2 separate regions of the Gossypium arboreum genome follow, and region 2 is linked to region 1. Evidence: chromatin contacts called from public Hi-C data. All regions are on one chromosome and are shown on one strand. The core of a region is the stretch at or near the end of the contact, and the rest is flanking DNA. Distances in the headings are between cores, read along the strand shown.

Evidence for each region. Hi-C and Micro-C count contacts between places; a contact is called where the count stands out from the background.
Region 2: a Hi-C map of leaf shows a contact between it and region 1, with 2.3 times the contacts expected there. The contact joins the promoter of LOC108457945 here to the promoter of LOC108459686 in region 1. A contact is called at or near these places in 2 of 5 Hi-C or Micro-C datasets (both in leaf).

Annotation. Positions count from the first base shown.
Region 1 is chr4:21,851,346-21,854,362 of ASM2569848v2, reverse strand. LOC108459686 (pentatricopeptide repeat-containing protein At3g26782, mitochondrial) reads right to left here and starts at 1,458. Exons shown (of 2, transcript XM_017759087.2): 1 at 427-1,458; 2 at 1-316. The coding sequence starts at 1,362.
Region 2 is chr4:22,036,174-22,038,999 of ASM2569848v2, reverse strand. LOC108457945 reads left to right here and starts at 1,309. Exons shown (of 5, transcript XM_053027392.1): 1 at 1,309-1,664; 2 at 2,396-2,494; 3 at 2,577-2,685; 4 at 2,792-2,826. The coding sequence starts at 1,483.

The sequences.
Region 1 (3,017 bases), core at 209-2,708:
ATTCTTCTTTCATTGCATTAAAACAATCCCAACCCTCTTGTAGCAGACCTGCATGGCTACAAGCTGCAAGAACTGACACGAAAGTTATGTAATTTGGTGTGACCCTATCACTTATCATCTTGTAGAAGACCTCCAAAGCTTCTTTGGCACGGCCATGCATTCCATAACCAGCAATCAGGGCAGTCCATGACCTAACATTCTTCTCTCTCATACAATTAAATACCTTCCTTGCCATTTCAACTTTCCCGCATTTGCAATACATGTCAATAATGCAGGTTCCCACTATCACAGTATTCTCCAAATCCATCTTTATAACCTACGTAGAAAAGCACAAATCCTAGACCCCATTAAAGACTTGACACTTCACAAAATAATTCTACCAAGAGATTAATTATATTAGGGAAAGTAAAGAAACTGTAATAGTACCTGGTCATGCACACACTTGCCGACTTGCAAAGCACCAGAATGAGCACAAGCTAACAGCACAGAAGAAAGTGTAATGACATTGTAATTGACATTATTATCCCTTACCATCCCATAGAAAGCCTCCAAAGCCTCATTAGACAATCCATTTTGTGCATAAACAGAAATCATAGAATTCCAAGAAACCTCATCCTTCTCAACCATCGCATCAAACACTTTCCTAGACAGAGCCACATCCCCTCTTTTAGCATATGCATCCAGCAATGTATTTCCAACACCCACTTCTCCATCAAAACCCTTCTTTATGACCATTCCATGAACCCCTTCACTTGCTCCTTTTATAGGAACACGAGAACAAGCCGAAAGGACAGAAACAATAGCTACTGAATCAATAAAAACGGGTTCGTTTGCAACATCTCTATCATTTTCACTTTCCTGAATCAACAATTCCTTGAAAAGCAACAAAGCTTGACAGGGATTATTGTTCTGGACATATCCTGTAATCATAGAAGTCCAAGACACGATATTTGGTTGAGGAATTTGATCAAATAAGATTCGGGCATCTCTGAGTTGGCCACATTTTGAGTACATATCAATGAGAGCTGAGGATACAAAGAGGTCAGAGTGATAGCCAAAGATTAAAGCTTGTTGATGGGTTTGTTTTCCGGAATAAAGATCAAGCAAAGCGGAGCAAGCCTTGATAGTGCAAGGGAAAGTGGATCGGTTCGGTTTAAGAGAAAGCTTGCGCATTGAATGGAAGGCTTTGAGAGCTTGGGTAGAGTCGCCAGCGCGAGCTAAGTCGGCGATGATTGAGTTCCAAGAGAAGACGCTGGATTTGTCTAAGTATTTGTTGAACCATATTGTGAGGTTGGAGTTCGTTGAGAAGTGACTTTTCAAAGCAGTTTTGGTGAATGCTGAACTTGGATTTACAATCTTCATTGGCTTTCAGCTTTGGGTTTGAATTCAAGTTGCCAGTGGAGTGCTGCTTTCCTGTATGTTATATACTTACTGTTTTGACGTATTGTGGGGAAAATTCAAGCTGCATCCATAACATATGGACAATTTACTAAAAAAAGCCCTTTTATATTATTATTTACTGAAATAGCCCGATTCTTTGATTATTTACCGAAAAATGTCATTTTCCCCGAAAGCGCGTCCACATCAACGCAAAGTCAGGGGACGTGTCAGCAAAACGCTCCCCCAGGGAAGCGTTTTGCCCCCAATGGTCACATGACCGTTTGAACTCTAACGGTCAAATAAAAAAAACTATAAAAGGCCCCTCCCCCTTTCGTTTTTTCACACAATAATCCTCTCACAATTCTCTCTAAATTCTCTCCAAATTCTCTCAAATTTCTCTCAATTTTTGTTAAGCTCTCTCTAATTTTTACAAAAAAGCTTTGTTTAAATTTTTTTTGAATTCGTTTTATTTTTTAAATTACAAAAATATTCGATCGTGTTAGCAATGGCCGGAGAATTAATTCGTCTCGATACGAAACACATCTTCGTCGATCCAATGACAATGGTAAGTGATAAGTTTAATTAATTTTTTAATAGTATTTATTTTTTTTTTCATTTATGCAACTTTAATTAATATTTATTTTATAATTTTTTATAACAGTCTGTAAATCGGGTGTTGCAATGCTATATCGTAATATGCCTGGTTTTCCATCGCCATTGATAGAGAATTACCCACAGGAAGCAGATTTTTGGTACGTGGCCACGATAAGTCGGGGGTGCAAGTTGGACCCGAAACTAATCAGTGCATTGATAGAGAGGTGGAGACCCGAGACGCACACTTTCCATCTTCCATGCGGAGAGTGTACTATCACTCTAGAAGATGTGCAATTGCAATTGGGATTGCTGGTCGATGGGTAAGCAGTCACCGGGGCTGCTCAATCTGCTGATTGGGGGGCCGTATGCTACGAGCTTTTCGGTGATATTCTAGATAATATTAACAGAGGTCGGATCGAGACGGGCTGGTTACGAGACACATTTTCAGAGCCGAATAATGATTTTGAATGAATTAGAAAGAATACGATATGCTTGGGTATACATTCTTGAGATGATTGGAGGTTATCTGATGCCGGAATTGTCACAAAACCGCGTACATCTGAGATGTCTGCTGAAACTCGTTGATTTTAGAGTAGCAGGTGAATTAAGTTGAGGGTCTTTCATGTTAACAATATTGTACCGGGAGATGTGCGGGGCAACGCTACTGAATAAAGCCAAAATGGGAGGATGCCTATCACTACTACAATCATGGGCACGGTTTCGCTTTCCATTTTTATGTCCTCAAGTGAACCACCCATATACATTCTCATCAATAACAAGGTAAATTTTATATTAGATTTTACAATTATTACGTAGATTTAAAATATAATTGTATGCTAAAAAATTATTTAATTAGGTGGAACCATTCGATGAGTTATGTTGGAATACCTACATCTCTTGAAGATATGCTGCTTCTATTAGACCAATGGTTGGAAACACAAGTAAATATTAAATAAAATATATATACATAATAAAATAGTCGTTTCGTATTTAGTATTTAGTATTACCTATATAACTAATATTTTTATCATGTTCATATAGTT
Region 2 (2,826 bases), core at 60-2,559, 180 kb before region 1:
AAATCTCTTGGCAGTGGATGTCGTCAAGGAAGTTCTCCTTTGCAAAAACATATAAGTATCTTTTTAGGACTAATGGACCAAGGAGTTTGGGTATGATAGATTAATTTAGAGAGCTGTGGCGCCTCAAAAGGTGTGATTTTTTCTATGGCTGTTTATTCGAAATAGACTTTTAACTAACGAGGAACGTATAAGGAGAGGTATGACATTGACTCCTTTTTGCAAACAATATGGTTGGTCTGTGGAAACGACAATTCATGTGGTGAGGGACTACGATTTTATTCAGTCTATTTGGAAAACAATGATTCCTAGGCAAAATTGGAAATTTTTCTTTAGTTCAACACTTGAGAGATGGATTCACTGGAATATCACGAATAAAGAGGAATTAAAATTCATAAAGGCGAATGGTCAACATTTTTTGCAATAGTCTCTTAGTTCTTTTGGAAAAACCATAATGACTTTATCTTAAACAATGCTAGCGAGAGTAATTAGAATTTAATAGCTTCGGCTATGACATGGGCAAGATCGTTCGGAAACAATGGCAATATGGAGCAAATGTTATGCAAGTAAAGGAAAAAAAATAGTTGGCAAAGGCCTAAGCTGGGATAGGTCATGATTAATATTGATGGCTTGATGTTGACAAGCAGACCAAGGGTGGCAATAGGAGCAGCATTCAGAGGACCAAGCGGAGGGTGGTTGGTGTGGCTGATAGCTTAAAAATCGAAACTCAAGATATCCTAGAAGGCTTGAAGCTAACATGGATGAGGGGTTTCAAGCAGGTTGAGGTGGAAAGTGACAATACCCTATTTATTGATATTATTATAAATGGCTTTGTAGCAAACAATAATACAATGGAAGTCTGACTGGTTCATGAGTGGTGTAATAGAGAATGGCAAGTTAAGCTTCAGCATGTCTTAAAGGAAAGTAACAAGGTTGTTGATTGCTTAGCAAAGGCGGTAGGAGGTGGAATGAATCGATTGGTTGTACTTGTTCTTTAATAATATTTTATTAATAACATTTTTTATTTAATGCATTAAGTAAATGATGAATTAATATGTAAATTAAAATAGTTTTAAAACTATAAATAATAATTACAATAAACTGCTAAAATTTTATATTTGTGAATATAAATATTATTTAATCTTTATTAATACCTTATGTAATTTATTATCTATATTTTAGATTTTATTGTAAAAAAAAAGTGCATGTTAATATTTAAATCCTACTTATAACAGTATATCATGTAAAATAAAATATAATGTAAATGAAATAAAATAAATAAAACAGTACTGAAAAGATCAACTCAATATCATGAAACGGGAAACGACGTCGTGACGTACGCCAGAGGAACCAGATTTGTTGTCCCTGGTAAGCTCGATATCAATATCATGAACCCTACTCATTGTTTGTTTATTCAACGCTTCAGCACCATTTCAAATTCTAATTAAAAGACCAGGAGAAAGAAAAATCAGCTACGCCACACTTATGGCAAGGCTTATCAGAAATTCGCTGATGAAGGCATTGATTCTTATTTTCTTTGCATCAGTAGCCACCGCCACAGGCGATGCCCCTTTCATCGTCGCTCACAAGAAGGCATCGTTGACCAGACTCAAATCAGGTTCAGAACGCGTTTCTGTCTCCATCGACATCTACAACCAAGGCTTCTCGTGCGTTTCTCTTTCCTTTTTCTTTCCCTTTACTTCAATCCAGATTTAGCTATGATTTTTCCTTCGAGATGAAATTTCTAAATTTTGAATCCATCCTCAATTTTGAGTTGAATTCGAGCTGTTTTTTATTTTTATTTTATTTAGCTTTCGATTTCCTTTTTAAGCTTTGCGTGATAAGTAGCTGATTTGAATATGAGAGTGATCACATTTTCTTTTGAGGTGATTCAAGAGAAAATATGTGGATTTGAAGCGAATTTCATTTTTTTTCTTCAGTTATTTGGATCTGAGAGAAATGGAATGAAATTGTAAATCCGATCCTTTTAATAGGAATTTCATTCCTTTTTAACCTTGCGATTAGAGAATATACATATGCACGCTTTTTTCTTTTTTTTCTTTTGCTTATAACTTTCTCTGCTCTAAGGTTTTGCATATTTCATGGTTTTTCAATTATTCTTCTTCTTATTATTCATGTAAAGCCTGATCTAACCTCTTTGATCATCAATTCTAATTGGAGATTGGTTTTTCTATACGATCCAATATAATGCTTGAATAATATTGCTGAAATTTTTGGAAACTTCTACAGTGGTAGTATGAAGCCTTGTATATTTCTTCCTCTTTTGATGTTTTTTCGAATTCACAAGTGAATTTTTCTAGATTTGTCTTGCACTTCTGTGTTTTCGGGATATTATCTTACTTGAGGAACAATCTTTCTGGGGAAAAAAATGATTCAGGACAGCATATGATGTGAGTCTCCTCGATGATAGCTGGCCTCAAGATATGTTTGATATTGTCAGTGGCAACACTTCACGGTCATGGGAAAGACTTGATGCGTGAGTTTTGCTTTTGTTTAATTCTATTAATATGTTTTTCCTAGATTGGATTAATAAAAATGCAGAACTTTGCTATCTGCAGTGGTGGTCTTCTATCTCATTCATTTGAACTAGAGGCCAAAAAGCAAGGAATGTTCTATGGTGCCCCGGCAGTAATTACTTTCCGCATTCCCACAAAGGCTGCTTTGCAGGTTTGAGATCAAAACTGAGTGTATTTTCCTTAAATTTTAATGGGAAAGAAAAGAAAATGTGGAGAAAGGAAAAGCTTTGATGCTCTAATTTGTTGTGTCTTTTTAGGAGGCATATTCAACTCCAATCTTGCCGTTAGATGT